Regions from separate parts of the Mus musculus genome. Here region 1 is linked to region 2. Evidence: chromatin contacts called from public Hi-C data. All regions are on one chromosome and are shown on one strand. The core of a region is the stretch at or near the end of the contact, and the rest is flanking DNA. Distances in the headings are between cores, read along the strand shown.

Region 1 (7,262 bases), core at 1,030-3,529, 89 kb before region 2:
GCTAGTAAATATTTTAGGGTTGTGAGGCCATCCTGTCTGCTGCACACACTGTCTTCTGCAGTTCTAGTGTTGAAACAGCCATGGTCCACGTGTAAACAAGCCAGTCTGACTGCGTTACCCAATAAAACTGCTTTTTATGAAACAGGCACCAGAACAGATATCACCCATGAGGGCTGTGTTGCCAACCCCTGCGGTAAATGGCACTTATAATCTTCATAGTTTCCCATGCCCCATATTTGAAATAACCTCCTGATGACTGTCTGGGTCTGCAAGATGGCTCAGCAAGAAAAACTCTTGTCCCCAAACCTGGCAACCTGAGCTCTGTTCCCGGAACCCACATGATGTAAGGAAAGACAACTCCCACAGGTTGTCCTCTGACCACCATGCTCTGTGACACATGTCCCATCCCCCACAGGTAAAGAATTAGGTATTAAAAATTGAGAAAAAAAATTAGTCATTTATTTTTGTAGTTGTTTTTAGTCTTTATTTTTGAGTCAGAATCTCATGTAGCCTGAGCTTGCAGGAACTTGCTATGTAGCCGAGGATGGATTTGATCCTCTGACCTTTTACCTTCACCTCTAGTGTATTGGGATTCTAGCTGTGACCAACTATATACAGTCAAAATTTTAAAAGTGAAAGTGTGTGTGTGTGTGTGTGTGTGTGTGTGTGCTGATTGTGAGCACAGGAGTGTGGAGGTTCATGGAGGCCCTTATGAGCTCCCTGGAGCTAAAGTTACAGCCAGTTGTGAGTCACACCACATGGGTACTAGAAACAGAGGCCAGGCCCTCTGTCAGATCTCTGTGCTCATAACTGCTGAGCCACCTCTCCGACTCACATTTGTACTTTTTAATTTCACCTTGTTTTCTTTTTTGGCGGTGGTGCTGGGGACTGAACTCAAATGGCCAGGCCCTCGAGGCAAGGGCTCTACCGCCAGGCTGCTCTCCACTCCAGCCTTTCTCTCTCTGGGTGGTCCTAACCCACACAAAGAGCGGCATACACTTTATGTTTCTAAATAGACATGAAAGGAAGATGTTAGAGGTTAGGTTTCTATTGCTGTTATAAAACATGACCATAAGCAACTTGTGGAGGAAAGGGTTCCTCTTGCTTACACTTCAACACCCCAGTCTTATCACTGAGGGAAGTCAGGGTGGGAACTCAAAGCAGGAACTCGGAGGCAGGAGCTAAAACAGAGATCATGGAGAAGTGCTGCTTATTGGCTTGTTTCACCTGGCTTGCTCAGCTTGCTTTTATATGTATCCCAGGACCACCTGCCTGGGGGTGCCACCACCCATAGTAGACTGTCCCCATCTCCCCACCAATCAGTAATTGAGAAATAAACCACAGACCCATCTAGTGGGGGCATTTCCTTAATTGAGGGTTCTAGCTTCCAAAATGACTTGATCTGGTATCAACTTGACATAAAACCACACAGGACTTAGGATTCCATGGTTGTAAGACTTGCCTATACCATGGACCGTGGGACCACTAACTATATAGCAGGGCAGGCAGGTGTATGTTACCCGGTGGGTCTGGAAGATGATCACGTCCTCCGTGAACCAAGACCGTGACTGAACCAAGCAGAAACGAAGCAGGAGGGAAGATCTAGGGGTGAAGGCACAGGACAAAGGGGTGTCTAGCACGGGCCACAGATGTTTCTTGCTTGTGCCTGATATGGACTTGAGAAACATTTGGAAGCAAACGGGATTCTCAGATGGAGTTAGCTCAAGTTCCCTGATTCTGTCTGCTGAGACTCGGGTTGGGTGCATCTCCATGTCACCCTTGACCATTCACCCAGGGTCTCTTTACTCAAGCTGTCTCAAACCACAGTTTTTAAAAACATGTCTCTGACCTTCTGCCCATCTCAGCTTCCTTCTCTTGGTGTCTGATAGGCCAATCACCTGACCATACACAACTTTCCACTCTTTTCCTTCCTCCCTTCTGTGTGGTTCCCCCTCTTTGCTGTCACCCCAACCTGACAGCTGCTTACTTTCTCTCTGTCCGCACCTTCCTCTTCTCAGAAGTTAAAGAAATTGGCCTCCACCTATCAAGCAGATATTTATCTCCTAAAAAACAAACAAGTAAGCAAAAGTCTCACAATGAAAGAGATGAAGGAAAGAAGCCCGTGTCTGTCTCCTTCTGTCTGCATACTCCTTAGCATGATAAAGTACTATAAGACTCTGCAGCTTTGGACAATGGTTGGACACCAGGCAGTGGGGTGGGCGGCATCTGACCCAGAGCACGTGCCAGTCTTACTAAGGGTTTTAGTCTTCTGCTTGGCCCTTCCCAGCTTCTCCTCCGGGACCTGACATTTTCATTTCCTGTCGGCAGTAAACCCTGTGTGCTGAGGAGGAAGGGAAACTGTGACTTGTTCTGAAGTCCCCCCTCCCTGTCCTCCACACCCCAGACTCTTTCCGTTGCTAGCTACTTTACCAACTGGAATGTGCTAGGGAAAGTGAGGATGAGGCTTGGCCAGCTCCTAGGGAAAGAGTTGGCTATGGGTAGATGACGTTTTCTGAGCTGGAGGTAGGAAAGCAGGGGAGTGGAATAGAGCAATGAGCTTGGCCCTAGCCCATGGGTGCTTGGGAATCAATGTGACATTAAGATAAAGCAATGTAAGGGTCCAGCTGCGAGCTTCATTCCTGGGAAGAGAAGCTAGGCTTGAACATCAAGGTATACAGATGTATGTATAGATGGTGTTTGAAGTTGTGCTATAGATGAGATTTCCGAGGAAGCAACTGGAACAAAGGGAGTAAGCCAAGAGAAAAACCTAGAGAGATTTCAAATATTAAAGAGGGTTAAGGGGACAAGAGAAAAGAATCCCTCAGGAATGGCTGGAAATGAGAGAACTGGATAAAGACAGGGTAGTGAGACTCAGCAAGAAGGCCAGACAATCGGCCTCAAGTACTCCGAGAGGAGGTGCACCTCTATGTAGCTATCCCGTGATGAGCAATCTGTTTTTCTGGCTGGCATCCAAACTGGACCCTAATGAGCAGAGGAGCTGAGAGGTCACACCGGTGACAAAGGACACCAGAGACTCAGGGAAGCAGCCATCCGAAGCAGTTTAACCTGTCGAACCCCACTTTAAGCAGAGTGAAAGAAGAATCTCAGATCTAAGTCGTCATTACCAATCAAGTCCTTGTCCCCTACCTCTACCCCCTGCCCCTCACCCCTGCCATGTCTGGGGGTCAAGGTGACTGGTGCTCATCATTCTGAGCATCTCCCAGCCGCTCTTCAGAAAGTGTGTGTGTGTGTGTGTGTGTGTGTGTGTGTGTGTGTGTGTGTGTGTGTGTTTGTGTGTTATCCTGTTTAAAATATCCACATGCCAGGGTTCTTTGAACTCTTCTTACTGGTGTTCTCTTAGGCCAGTGGCATTGCTTCCCAGGGTCCTGTGTGCAAGAGCAGATCTCTGTCCTTGCCAAGGGCTTGTCTCAGTGAGTCCTCACTCTGTGTGACCCTCCGTGGCTCTCATCTGTGAGGCACGCTTTGGACCCTGGTGACAGTGTTAATTAAATGTCTATGGACTTGGGAGTCACAGCGAGGCCCTTTGCGCAAATGTTTGAGACAAAGCTGGAGGGATAGAAACATGACCATCCAGGAACTCATTAGAGAATGGAAGGGCTCAGACTCACCCAGGGGTTCACATGCTAAGTGGGCGAGGCAAGAGAACCTGCAAATGACCTCCAGAAGGAGTAAAGAAATCTGTCTGCTCAGCTTTCACAGTGCGCAGTTTCTGTGGGTAAGCTTTGGTGGTTGGTTCCTCTCTATCAACCAGTTTTACTGAGTCTGTTTCAGATTCCAGGTCTTAGCTTGTTTTCAGCCAGCGTTGGTCACTCCCACACCTTTAACACCTAATTTAGACACGAGTGTCTCCAAGCTTCAGGATGTGAGTGGGGCCAGGCAGCCAGGCCCTTCCTGGCTTCTCCTCGGGGACCTGACATTTCCCGTTCCTGTAGGTGGTAGACCAGAAGTACTGAGGAGGAAGGAAACCTTGTCTCGTCTCCTCTGCCTGCCCCTAGGTTAATCTGGCTCCCCTTCCTCATTGAATGGTTTGTCCTATAAGCAGTCATCCAGGGAGAAATCCATGTTCTCTTGGATCCACCCACTTCCCTGACTAGACTGTTGGAAGGCCAACCCTCCCATGAGCTCTGCACTCCTCTGGCAGCCTCTGGGCTCCATTTCCACTTTAACCCTTTTCAGTCACTCTTCTTAAAAAAGTCAAAGTGACAGTTTGCTGGAGATGCTTGTCTTGTCACTCAGCCTGAAGCTTTTGGCTGGCGAGGTCTGGCTGACAAACGCTCCAGCTTTCGATGTTCATTATGGTTGCGCTCATGGTACCCGTACATTTTGTTTACTTGGGTTTATTTATTTGGGTTCCTGTCTAACAAGTCCTTAGCATCTGCCCTAAGTCTCCTCTGGCCAGCTAGGGATCCTCTGTGACTTGTAATGCCAGGATGCGCTCAGTAACTTCACTGGCAGAGAAGAGAGTTGGCATGCAAAGGAGCTAGAACATTTGGCTCTGTGTCTTCTCAGAGCTTGTGATGCTAACTGAACTCTTGAGACCCCTGTCCCGTCCCTCCCGCCCCCATCCTTCAAAACTGCTTGGTCAGCTTCTTCAACCTTTCCTCTAATTCAATCATAGGGGTTCCCAAATTCACTCCAATGGTTATGGGTGCGTGTAAGTATCTGCATCTGTCTCAGTCAGCTGCTGGTAGGGCCTCTCAGAGGACAGCCATGCTAGGCTCCTGTCTGTAAGCACATCATAGCATCAATAATAGTGTCAGGCCTTGGTGCCCCCTCCCCCCACCATGAGATGGATCCTAAGCTGGGCAAGTCCCTGGACAGCCTTTCCTTCAGTCTCTTCTCCATTTTTGTCCCTGAAGGTCTTTTAGTCCGGAACAATTCTGGGCCAGAAATTTTGACTGTGGGTTGGTAACCCTGTTCCCTTCACTTGGAGCTCTGTCTATCTCTGGAGATGAACTCTGCCAGTTCCCTCTCCTCACTGTTGGACATTTTAGTTAAGTTCACGCCTATTGAGTCCTGCAAGTCTCTCACCTCCCAGGTTCCTGGGACTTTCTAGAGGGCGCCTCACCTCCCACCCCCAGGAGCTGCCTATTTCCATTCATTCTCCTGGTCCTGTGGGTTTCACTCCTGTTCATCCACCCTATAACTGATCCTGTCCCTCTTTTCTCCTCTCCCTCCCCTCTCCTACCCAGATTTCTCCATCCCTCTGCCTCCCATGATTATTTTGTTTCCCCTTCTAATTAGGATTGAAGCATCCTCACTCGTGTCTTCTTTCTTGTTTAACTTTCGGTCTGTGGATTGTATCCTGGGTATTCTGTACTTTTTGGCTAATATTCACTTATCAGTAAGTACATACCATGCATATCCTTTCGAGTCTAGTTTACCTCACTCAGGAGGATATTTTCTAGTTCCATCTATTTGCCTAAAAAATTCATGATGTCCTTATTTTTAATAGCTGAATACTGTTCCATTGTATAAATGAACCACATTTTCTGTATCCATTCTTTGGTTGAAGGACATCTGGGTTGTTTCCAGCTTCTGGCTATTACAAATAAGGCTGCTATGAACATAGTGGAACACATGTCCTTGTGATATGCTGGAGCATCTTTTGGGTAATATGCCCAGGAGTGGTATAGCTGGGTCTTCAGGTAGAGCTATTTCTAATTTTTCTGAGGAACCATCAGATTGATTTCCAGAGTAGTTGTACCAGTTTGCAATTCCACCAGTAATGGAGGAGTGTTCCTCTTTCTTCACATCCTTGAGCTGAGATTCACCTTGCCTGTTTGCTCCTTTGCTGGGTGGATGGGTGGAGGTTCATCTGAGCAGTAATCCCTTCCTTTACAAATCACTCCATGGAACACAAGATGACCTTTCTAGTCCCTGTTACTCAGTTGAACAGAGAGACAGTGGTGTCGTGATAGATCTCATCTGGCGTAGCTCAGAAATAGAAAGCTAGAGAGATATCCATGGAGAGAGAGCTTCTCTCAGCTGCTGAGACTCCACCCCTGATTTTACATCTGTCTAATTTGTGGGCTTCACATTGCTCTCTGAGCCTGCCAGTGGTTTTGTAGACTGCAGTAGGACTCACCACTATAATTTCAAGCCTTCAATTAACACAGTTTGCAGTGGCTTTGTCAAGACTATGAGCAATTGACTCACTCTTCCAAGAGGAGATCTGCTGAGTAGATAAGAGCTGGAGAGTAATCGGGCTTCTCTGATGAGCAAGGGAGTTTGCCCAGGCCCCTGAGGAGCCACAGGAACTGTGACCCTCCAGAAGTTTTCTGCTGTTTGTGTCACTGCAAGGCTCCCTCCATGTCTTAGAAAGGTCAAGCTGTGATGGAAGGTCGGCAGGACCAGAAATAGTCGCTCAACGTGGATGAGCCCACTCACCCAGTAGTTATGCTGCATGCAACAGTTCTTAGTTTCCCGGGCAAGCAGAAGTGCTGCTGTGGTAGCTCAGACTCCCCCACTCCTTCCACAGGCAGCTGCTCATCTCTCCATCCCCTGCCCTGAGGAAAACACAGAGAATATTGGAAACAGAGACAGAATTAGAATGCTTTTGGCCAGAGAAGCGTGCAACATCCTTCCTGGTTTGGGTATCATTATGAGGAATTATAGTTTGGTTCTAGAAATAGCAATTAAAATACTTTCTAAAATTTACATAGAATATGCCCATTTGTCATTTGGAAAGTTAAACATAGGGGTCATTTTAAAGTTGAATTGCCAAGTAATGAAACAAAAAGTAATTATGCTATGTAGTCATCTGTCACCCAACGTCCAGCTGTCCATCCAGCAACCGTTAAGCATCCCTTGTCTGCTAACCACATGTTTAGATACGAGGGGTATAACTGTAAGTAAAACCACAGCAGTCCAAGGACTCATATTCTGGACGAGAGAGACACTATCATAGAATAAGGATGACTCCACACACCTGTGTCAAAGGCAACATCCTTTCAAATTATAAAAACCAATTTTATTATTGAATCCATATCTACTGTATATTACATACAGTCTAGAAAACTTTCTATAAGATAATTATTATGTCAATGGTAGTGAAGTAACTTTATCCATTTTAATATAGAGAGAACAATGAGCTTAGGAATGAGAGCTTTGGGCGAGGGCTCGCTGTCATGTGGTTTATGAAATACATCTTGTATATCTGATCCCAATTTCAGTTCCTTTTTGAAAATGTGTTTAGTTCACCTGTTAGTAAGGATCTTTTTGTGTTTATATTTTTCTAC
Region 2 (7,726 bases), core at 3,828-6,327:
AGTAGCTATGCATTCACAGTCTTCCTACAGAAGCCACAAACTGGGCCAAAGTGCAGGCATCTCCGAGAATCTAATTTCCAAGTGTGATGTAGTGCCAGAGCCATACATGGCTCCAAGAGATGGCTCTGAGTGTCCGGCACTCTTCCCTGTGTGACTGGAATCCTCTCAGAGCTCAGACCCATTTGACTTGGTGATTGCAAGTAGCTCTTTGAGAACTCTCTGGGTGTCATGACCAGTGAAGGAGGAAGCCCAGGGGATCCCCCAGTATGTGTGCCCCTGGACAAATCCTCGGCACTCTTCTAAAGCAATCCTCCCAATGTGTGAATAGGTCAGGCCTGCTGACTGTTCAGAAAACCCTCTTTCCTTCCGAAGCTTAATCAGAAAACCCTTATGAAGAATGGGGATATAAATAGAATCCTTGAACCCCATAGTGGGTTTCTCAAGAGTAGATTTTGAAAGTGTGGCAATGAGGAATTTGTTTTCAAAACTTTTTATTTTTTTAAAACAAAACAAAACTATCTAGGGGACACAGAAGAAATGACTGGTCTCATCCTGAATTAGCTAGCAGAGGGTGGAGCCTGGTAGATAGGGAGCCCTCTGAAAGTCCCAAGTTGCAAGTGGCACAGGGAAATTGCAAAGGACATGTCAGCGTGACTCCTTGTTCATGTCTCTGAAAATGTGTTAATTTGGGGAATGTCATAACCCCATGAGGTGGTGACAGAGCATACCTCCCACTCTCTGGGTACTTTGCCATAACCATATGGTGACACATGACACACCTAGACTGCCTGTGCCAACTCTGCCCACTCCTCCTCCCACCCCCCAGAAGCAGAGTGTGAACACAAGCTTTCTTCCCCCACTCTCCCCACACCATCTTCTTCCAGCGTGTTCTTAAATCCATAGGAAGCATGCAGGCTGGGTGTTACTTACCTACTGTCAGAACGATCAAATACTTCTTGAGGGGTAAAAGTGGGAGTCACAGACTGCATCTCCAGCCATTGCCAGCTTTCTTAGCTCTGCAATCAGAGTCCTCTATCCAGGGGCTGTGGTTTTTACCTTGGTTACTGTTCATGTGGGGCAGGTAGTGACTGGAATGGGAGAAAGGCAAGGGCTGAGCAGGCTGGTTATCTGCCTCCCCTGTCTTTCTTCAGAAAGAAATGAGAAAGATAAAGATACACACAATCTGTCTGCCTTGCCGTGTGTGTGTGTGTGTGTGTGTGTGTGTGTGTGTGCTTGCACACGCCTGTGTGAGCACCTGCTGTGCTTTAGTTTTAGAGGAGTACCAGCATCATCAATGTGTATAATACTGAAAATTGAGTCCTGACAAGGACATGGCAAACACACATAGATAACTGGTTTACTCCTCAAAGCTCTGGCAGGCTGATGGATGGATTCCAATTGATCTTAACTTGTCAGGCAGAGTAGGTGAGGATGCAAGAGACCTCAGAAAGCCCACAACCCAATAGCATCTTGTCCCTGTTCAGGATTCAAGAAGAGAACATGTAAAATAAGAAGCACCTGTCCAGGGAGCATTGCACAAGGGAGACCTTGTGGGATCATGTCTGAGCTACAGTAGCTACAGCTGTGTGTGTCCCATCCTCTGTGGCTGTCTGCAACATGGCCATTTATTAGCTCCTATCTCTGGGTCTCAGACCGGCAAACACAAGCCAAGGAAGTGTCCAGGTAACTCGGTGACCAGAATCACCTGCCTTCATATCTTTACCCTCCCTCCCACAAATGTTCTTTCCTTCATGCCCGTACAGGAGCTGGCACAGACAGAGTTGGTGAACTAGTGACTACTCAAATGCCAGCTGGCCAGTTTCTACCCCAGCTTGTGAATCGTGGTTCGCTATGGGTACAGCCACCCCTAGGAAACACAAACCCCACAAGTCATGGGAGAGGACCCCCAGTAAGACATCCAACTTGAGCTATTCTTTAAGGCTACCTACATTCCAAATGACTGACTGTAAATTTTGGGGCTGCCTCCATTTGGTCAAGTTTAGTAATTTGCTATAACTACTCAAAGAACGTAAAACCTACTATTCTGACTATTGACTGGATCCAAATAAGGAGGGCAGCCATGTAGAAGTACACATGGGTACAGTCTGAGGAAGCACAGAGCATCCAACCCTCTCTGCATATTGCCTTTCATCACCCAGCACAGTTTTACCAGAGTGTTTGTGCTTAGAACTGATTGGATCACTGGCCACAGGATTGAACTTGGTCATTAGCCCAGAGGTTGGGTTGTCTGGAAATCCTGCCTCTGGGATCATGTGTGCCTTGTCATCCAAGAACCCACCTTGAGTCAGCTCATTAGGACAAAACCAGATGTAATCCTGGGGCTCCTGAGAGCAAACTCACCTCTGTCACCCGGGAAATTGTAAAGATTTGTGGCTATCATCATAGGAATCAAAAAAAAAAAAAAAGACCCATCAAATTGTTTATTGAAGGATGGTACATAGCTTCAGAGGGTAGACCGGGAAGGGGAGCTGGGATGGGAGGGAAACATGGATCGACTAAAGGAAAATGATGGAGACATGTTTAGAAAGTGACCATGCCCCTGTGGCAACTGTGAAGTCTTACTGAAGAGGCAATAGGTTAGACTTCAATTGGAAGCAGATAAAGAGTTGGTCAACATGTTAAACCTCCCAGGCAGGCTCCATGTTCCTACTAAAACTGAGTACCTGTGTCAAACAGCCAATAAAAACAAAGCATTATAAGACTGCATCTGACTAGCTCCAATCTATGTCAGAAGCAAGCTTTATATGTAGAAAATGCTTTGGCTTTGTTTTGACTTTCAGAGTATCCTATTGAGTAGGTAATCAATTAATCATAAAATCAATCAGTGAGATTCTTAAAGAAAACCATAGAGGTGTGTCAAGTACATGAAACTCAAGTGGTCTTAGCTTAAACATGGGAAGCTTATTCACCAAACCACACCCAAATCAGATCTGCCAAGCCTATGGGCTAATGAGTGGCAGCCTCCCTGTTGCACACGCATGAAACTGCGCTGTGGAGAAAGGCTGCAATTCCTGCCCTCCAATGCCTGATCTCTCTGTGACTAGGCATATTAAAGTTATGCTCAGCTTGAGGTCATTATTCCAAGACAGCCTCCTGCTTCCAGAAAGGTACACACATCTCCATTCTCTCTCACTTGTGCTCAGCCAAGTCCACTGTGTGGCTTCATCCTTTGAAGTTTCACCCTTTATGCTCCTAGGAGTCGCCTCACTTCTCATGACAGCTGCCAGTTGTCACCTGAGGGTGCTGGGTTTACTGCTCAAACCATGTGGTATAGGACTCATGCGTCCGTCGGTCACTTCACTCATGAGTCCGTCGGTCATGTCACTCATGGCGACTCTGGTACTTTTCTCTTTGTACCAGGAGGCTTTGCAGTTGAATTTTATGGTGGAAAATCTAGTAAGAAGCAGAGATCAGTTTGGGATGGCCAGCATGAAAATGGTATTATGAGAGCCCCGCAGCACACAGCCTTAGCAAATGGAGGCTGGGCAAGGGGTATCAGATGGTTAGTTGGTACTCAGCTGCAGAACCGAGTGCATTCTATTCTCTGTGTTGCCTCTCAGTAGTGATATTTGAAAGCCCTCTGCCAAACTCCACCATACTTCCGGCATTTTCCTTCCTCACCTATATGTGGATCTCTGACACAATACTGACAGGACATGTGCTTCTGATCTTCAGTAAACGAACCTTTAGCATACCCTGCAAAAGTAACCCGAGGGATTCCAGTTGCAATCATCCCTGTATTGTTTGATTTTCCCACTGAGTTTAGAAGCTGGGCTTTCTGGAGCGGAGGCCTGAAGCACCCAGAAGCTGAGCCACCTCTAGCCACCTTCTGTTTCTGTTTAGTCTCACCAAGTTTCTGGGCTGAGCTCACTCTGTAGCTGGGCCAGGCCTTGAACCTGCAATCCTTGTACCTCAGCTTCTGTAGCAGCCAAGTGCCAGTGTCTCCGTCAGACATGGAGAGCAGTTCAGGAAAGGCAGAGGGACTCCAAAGAACCAAAGCCTGACTCAGCCACTCACCGTTCTGTGGCCTTGGGCAAGTAAGTAAACTTGCTTCATGTTGTAGGCCATGGAGTAAGATCATAGCAACCCTTGTTCTGTGGAATTGTGGGTATCGGCCACAACAGGACCAAATGCCAGGCACTCGGAAGGCAAGGCGGGATCTGTTGCCGTGTTACAGAAGGTCAGAATTTCATTTCCCTCCAGCTTACATATATACAGGTGATTTTCATAAATGCTAATACCTTTTTAAAAAGACAAATCCTCAATGTTTGGTTGGACCAAACCAGTCTTATTACTTCTTAATCTCATTCTGACATAGCAAAAACTTACTCACACACATGCTAGCTTGGGCTCTGTGACTCAGGGCTGCTTCCAGCCTTAACTCTGTGTGTTTAAACTTTGATAGGCTCAAGTCTATTTGCAGCAACTTGAATTTTAAAGCTTTACCTTGCATTCACAGCTCACGAAGCACAGGGCAGGAAAAGGTATGGACACACCTAGAGGGGCATTCTTGTTTCACCGAGAAGCAAACTGAGCCTTAGACAGTGGGACACCCATCCGCCCCATACAGGAAATGCTTTCAGTTATGACGAAGTCAAAGCCCAGGTTGTTCTATCTCCCCAATTGGTGCCCTTCCATTGCACAGTACTATCTCTGCTCCAGGAATGAAGTATCACTTGAAAACACTAAATGTGAACACCACACAGGGTCTCTAAGTGACAGACTCTGACTGAACAGCTGTAGACATCAATGGGTCACGCTGACCTACTATTAAAAGGACTCTGAAAGATTCTTGTGACTTCTGTCCATTGCTCTGGCAGTCTCCTAGACAAGCACACTATTATACAAAATTATCCCCAGGAAGAGGATTATGGGTCCTAAGTGAACGTGTCAGGAACGACAAATTCATCTAAGAGTCTTGCATTTTAGAAGCCTCTAGAAGACCTGCACTTCACTGAGTTATTAGGAAGGATCAACCCTGCAGCCTAGAAGTCTGGCAGCTAATCTTCTTCCCTGGCTTGAGGCTACCCTGTGGTCACATGTATTCAGTTCTGGTGAAATGAGGAAATGATATCATATTGACTAACCAGCACCGGCCTGGGAATCCGATAACCATGTGCATGACCACAAGATATGCCACGTAAAGTGAAATCAGACCACTGTGTTAACCAGGAGCAAAGCACAGGCCAGCGGCGTGAGGAAGCTGTGCAGGGGAACCCTGCTGGACGCATCAGGCCTGCACTTCTGTCTTAGGGTAAGGTAGCCACTTCACCTTCCCCTCCCTCAAAGGAAAGGACACTCCCTTACTGAAAAATGCACACACACTGTTTTGTCACAGACTGCTTTCAACAGAAAATGGAACACAAGAACCTAAAAGCATATACAATACTTATGTTTAAGGTTGTTTCTGTGAAAAGAAAACTTTTCTGTACTGATTTTTAAACGCCTTTTTAAATTTTATTTTTCTCTTAAAAATTTATTGGTTCTTTGCAAATTTTTATGGATATCCCAATATATGGAGTCCTTTGCCCAAGACCAGTATATGTGGAGCATATGATAGGTCTATTATCAGCCTTTTGAGGAACCTCTACACATATTTTCTTAGTGGCTGTACCAGTTCACCCCCCTCCAGTTCACACACCTCCAGCAAAGAATGAGTGTCCCCAGACCCAGTGTCCATGCTGCCATTTGTCACCATTTGTTTCTTGACCGTAACCATTCTGACTGGGCTTAGATGAAACCTCTGAGCAGTTTTAATTTGCATTTCCTTGATGGCTATGTATGTTGAACATATATTTTCCCCCCTGGACTCTGTTTAGTTTTGTCCCGTTTAGGTTTTCTTGAATGTTTAATTTTGAGCTACTTATATATTCTAGATAGTACCACTCCTTCAAAGATATAACTCATGAATAAAAAATGTCCAGTCTGCTTACTGCCTCTTCAGTTGAGCGATAGTACCCTTTGCTGTTCAGAAACTTTTGGTTTTTGAGGTCCCATTTATTAATTATTGGTATTAAATAAAGCCTTTTTCTATCAAGATGCTACTCAAAACGTCTGTTCTTATATCAGTGAGTCAAGCCTAGGTCCCCTTGCTCCTGTCAGAGTTAGAGTATCTGGTCTTGTATTAACATCCTTCATGGATTTGGAGTAGAGTTTTATACAAGATGAAAGACACAGTTCAGATTTGATCCCTCCTCTGTGGTCATCCAGTTTGACAAGCAACACTTGTTCAAGATGCTGTCTTCTCTCCAACAGGTATTTGTTGACTTCTTTGTCAAAAGTTGAGTGGATGTAGGATGTAGGAGTGTGGGTTTATATGTGAGTCCTCAGTTTTGTTCCTTTGACTGACAAGTCTGTCTTTGTGCCAGTACCACCTGCTTTGGTAAGGACAGTCATGCTCACAATGTTCATTGTAACAATGTATATACATGGGAGGTTTTGCCACTTTCTGGTTTCTTGTTCAATTTATTTTTTTCATTCTTTTAAAAGATTTTTTGTTGTTGTTGTACAAATCTTTCCTGTCTTCGTTATACTTATTCTAGATATTTTACTTTTCTTGAGGCTATTATGAAAGGTATTCATTTATTTCTTTCCCCGTATGTTTGTTGTTTGTATGAAGGCCAATCCTTTGTTTTTTTGTTTTTTTTTGTTTTTTTTTTAACTGATTTGTTAATTTGCTGAAATATTTATCAGGTGTAGTAGTCATCTGGTGGAACCTTTGGAAAGTTTTACATAATAGAATTGTATCATCTCCAAATAAGGATACTTTGACTTCTTCCTTTCTTATTTGTATCCACTTTACCTTCACCTGTCTTACTACTCTAGCTAAGATGTCAGGACTTGCCTACTTAAATGGGAGTAGGCAAAGGGATTACCATTGTGTCCCTGGTTCTAGTGGAACTACTTGCAGTTTTTCCCTGTTTAGGAAGATGTTGTCTGAGGAATCCTGTATGCTACCTTTATTATATTGAGCTTATACCCTCTATCCCTCATTTCTCCAGCACTTTTATTGTGAATGGATGTTGGATTTTTGTCAAAGACCTTTTCTACAGCTAGAGAGATGACCGTATGGTAGTTTAAGTTTCTTGAACCATCCCTGCATCTCTGGGATGAAACTGACTTGATCATGGTGGACAGTCTTTCTAATATGTTCTCAAATTAGTTTTGAAAGTATTTTATTGCGAATTTTCATGTCTTTGACAGTCTAGTAGACTTCTATAGTGACTCCATCTGGCCTGGGCTTTTTAGTTGGGAGATTTTCAATTACTGACATCTCATTGCATGTGACAGGTCTACTTAAATCATTTAATTCATATTTGTTTGATTTTGGTAGCTCATATATATCTAGAAGTTCATCCATTTCTTTTACATTTTCCAGTTTGGTGGAATCAATTTTTAAAGTATATTTGAATAAGCCTCTGAAGTTTTTCAGTGTATGTTATGGTGCCTCCCTTTTCTTCTCTAAACAAATTGGATCCTCTAATTCTTTTGGTTACTTTGACTAAAGGGTTATCAATCTCTTCAAATAGCTGTTTCATTGAATCTTTGTATTTACTTTCATTCTGTCATTAATTTCAACTGTGGTTTGAGTGTCTCTTCCGATCTATTCTTTCTTGTGGTTTACTTACTCTCATGTTTCCAAGGCTTTTGGGTGCACCACTTTGTTTTTAATTGTGATCTCTAACTTTTTTATATAAGTACATCA

The links. Hi-C and Micro-C count contacts between places; a contact is called where the count stands out from the background.
Region 1: a contact with region 2 is called in a Hi-C map of bone marrow-derived macrophages, with 48 read pairs. The contact joins two enhancer-like sites. A contact is called at or near these places in 1 of 39 promoter capture datasets (the HPC-7 cell line), 3 of 484 Hi-C or Micro-C datasets (the C2C12 cell line, bone marrow-derived macrophages and muscle stem cells) and 2 of 115 datasets of contacts at active chromatin or transcription factors (bone marrow-derived macrophages and microglia).

The regions. Positions count from the first base shown.
Region 1 is chr6:146,204,223-146,211,484 of GRCm38.p6, reverse strand. The region is part of intron 45 of Itpr2 (inositol 1,4,5-triphosphate receptor 2); the gene reads left to right. Gm35707 (a long non-coding RNA gene) reads right to left here. Exons shown (of 3, transcript XR_378176.3): 3 at 5,734-6,530. Among named protein-coding and RNA genes, the nearest start is that of Gm35707, 10 kb to the right of the region's middle. Within about 2 kb of position 2,279, at least 38 of the 459 cell types and tissues checked have an H3K27ac peak or open chromatin away from gene starts, as enhancers often do. A contact at or near this core is called in bone marrow-derived macrophages and microglia, where this site is marked.
Region 2 is chr6:146,117,777-146,125,502 of GRCm38.p6, reverse strand. The region is part of intron 55 of Itpr2 (inositol 1,4,5-triphosphate receptor 2); the gene reads left to right. Among named protein-coding and RNA genes, the nearest start is that of Gm35768, 22 kb to the left of the region's middle. Within about 2 kb of position 5,077, at least 59 of the 459 cell types and tissues checked have an H3K27ac peak or open chromatin away from gene starts, as enhancers often do. A contact at or near this core is called in bone marrow-derived macrophages and microglia, where this site is marked.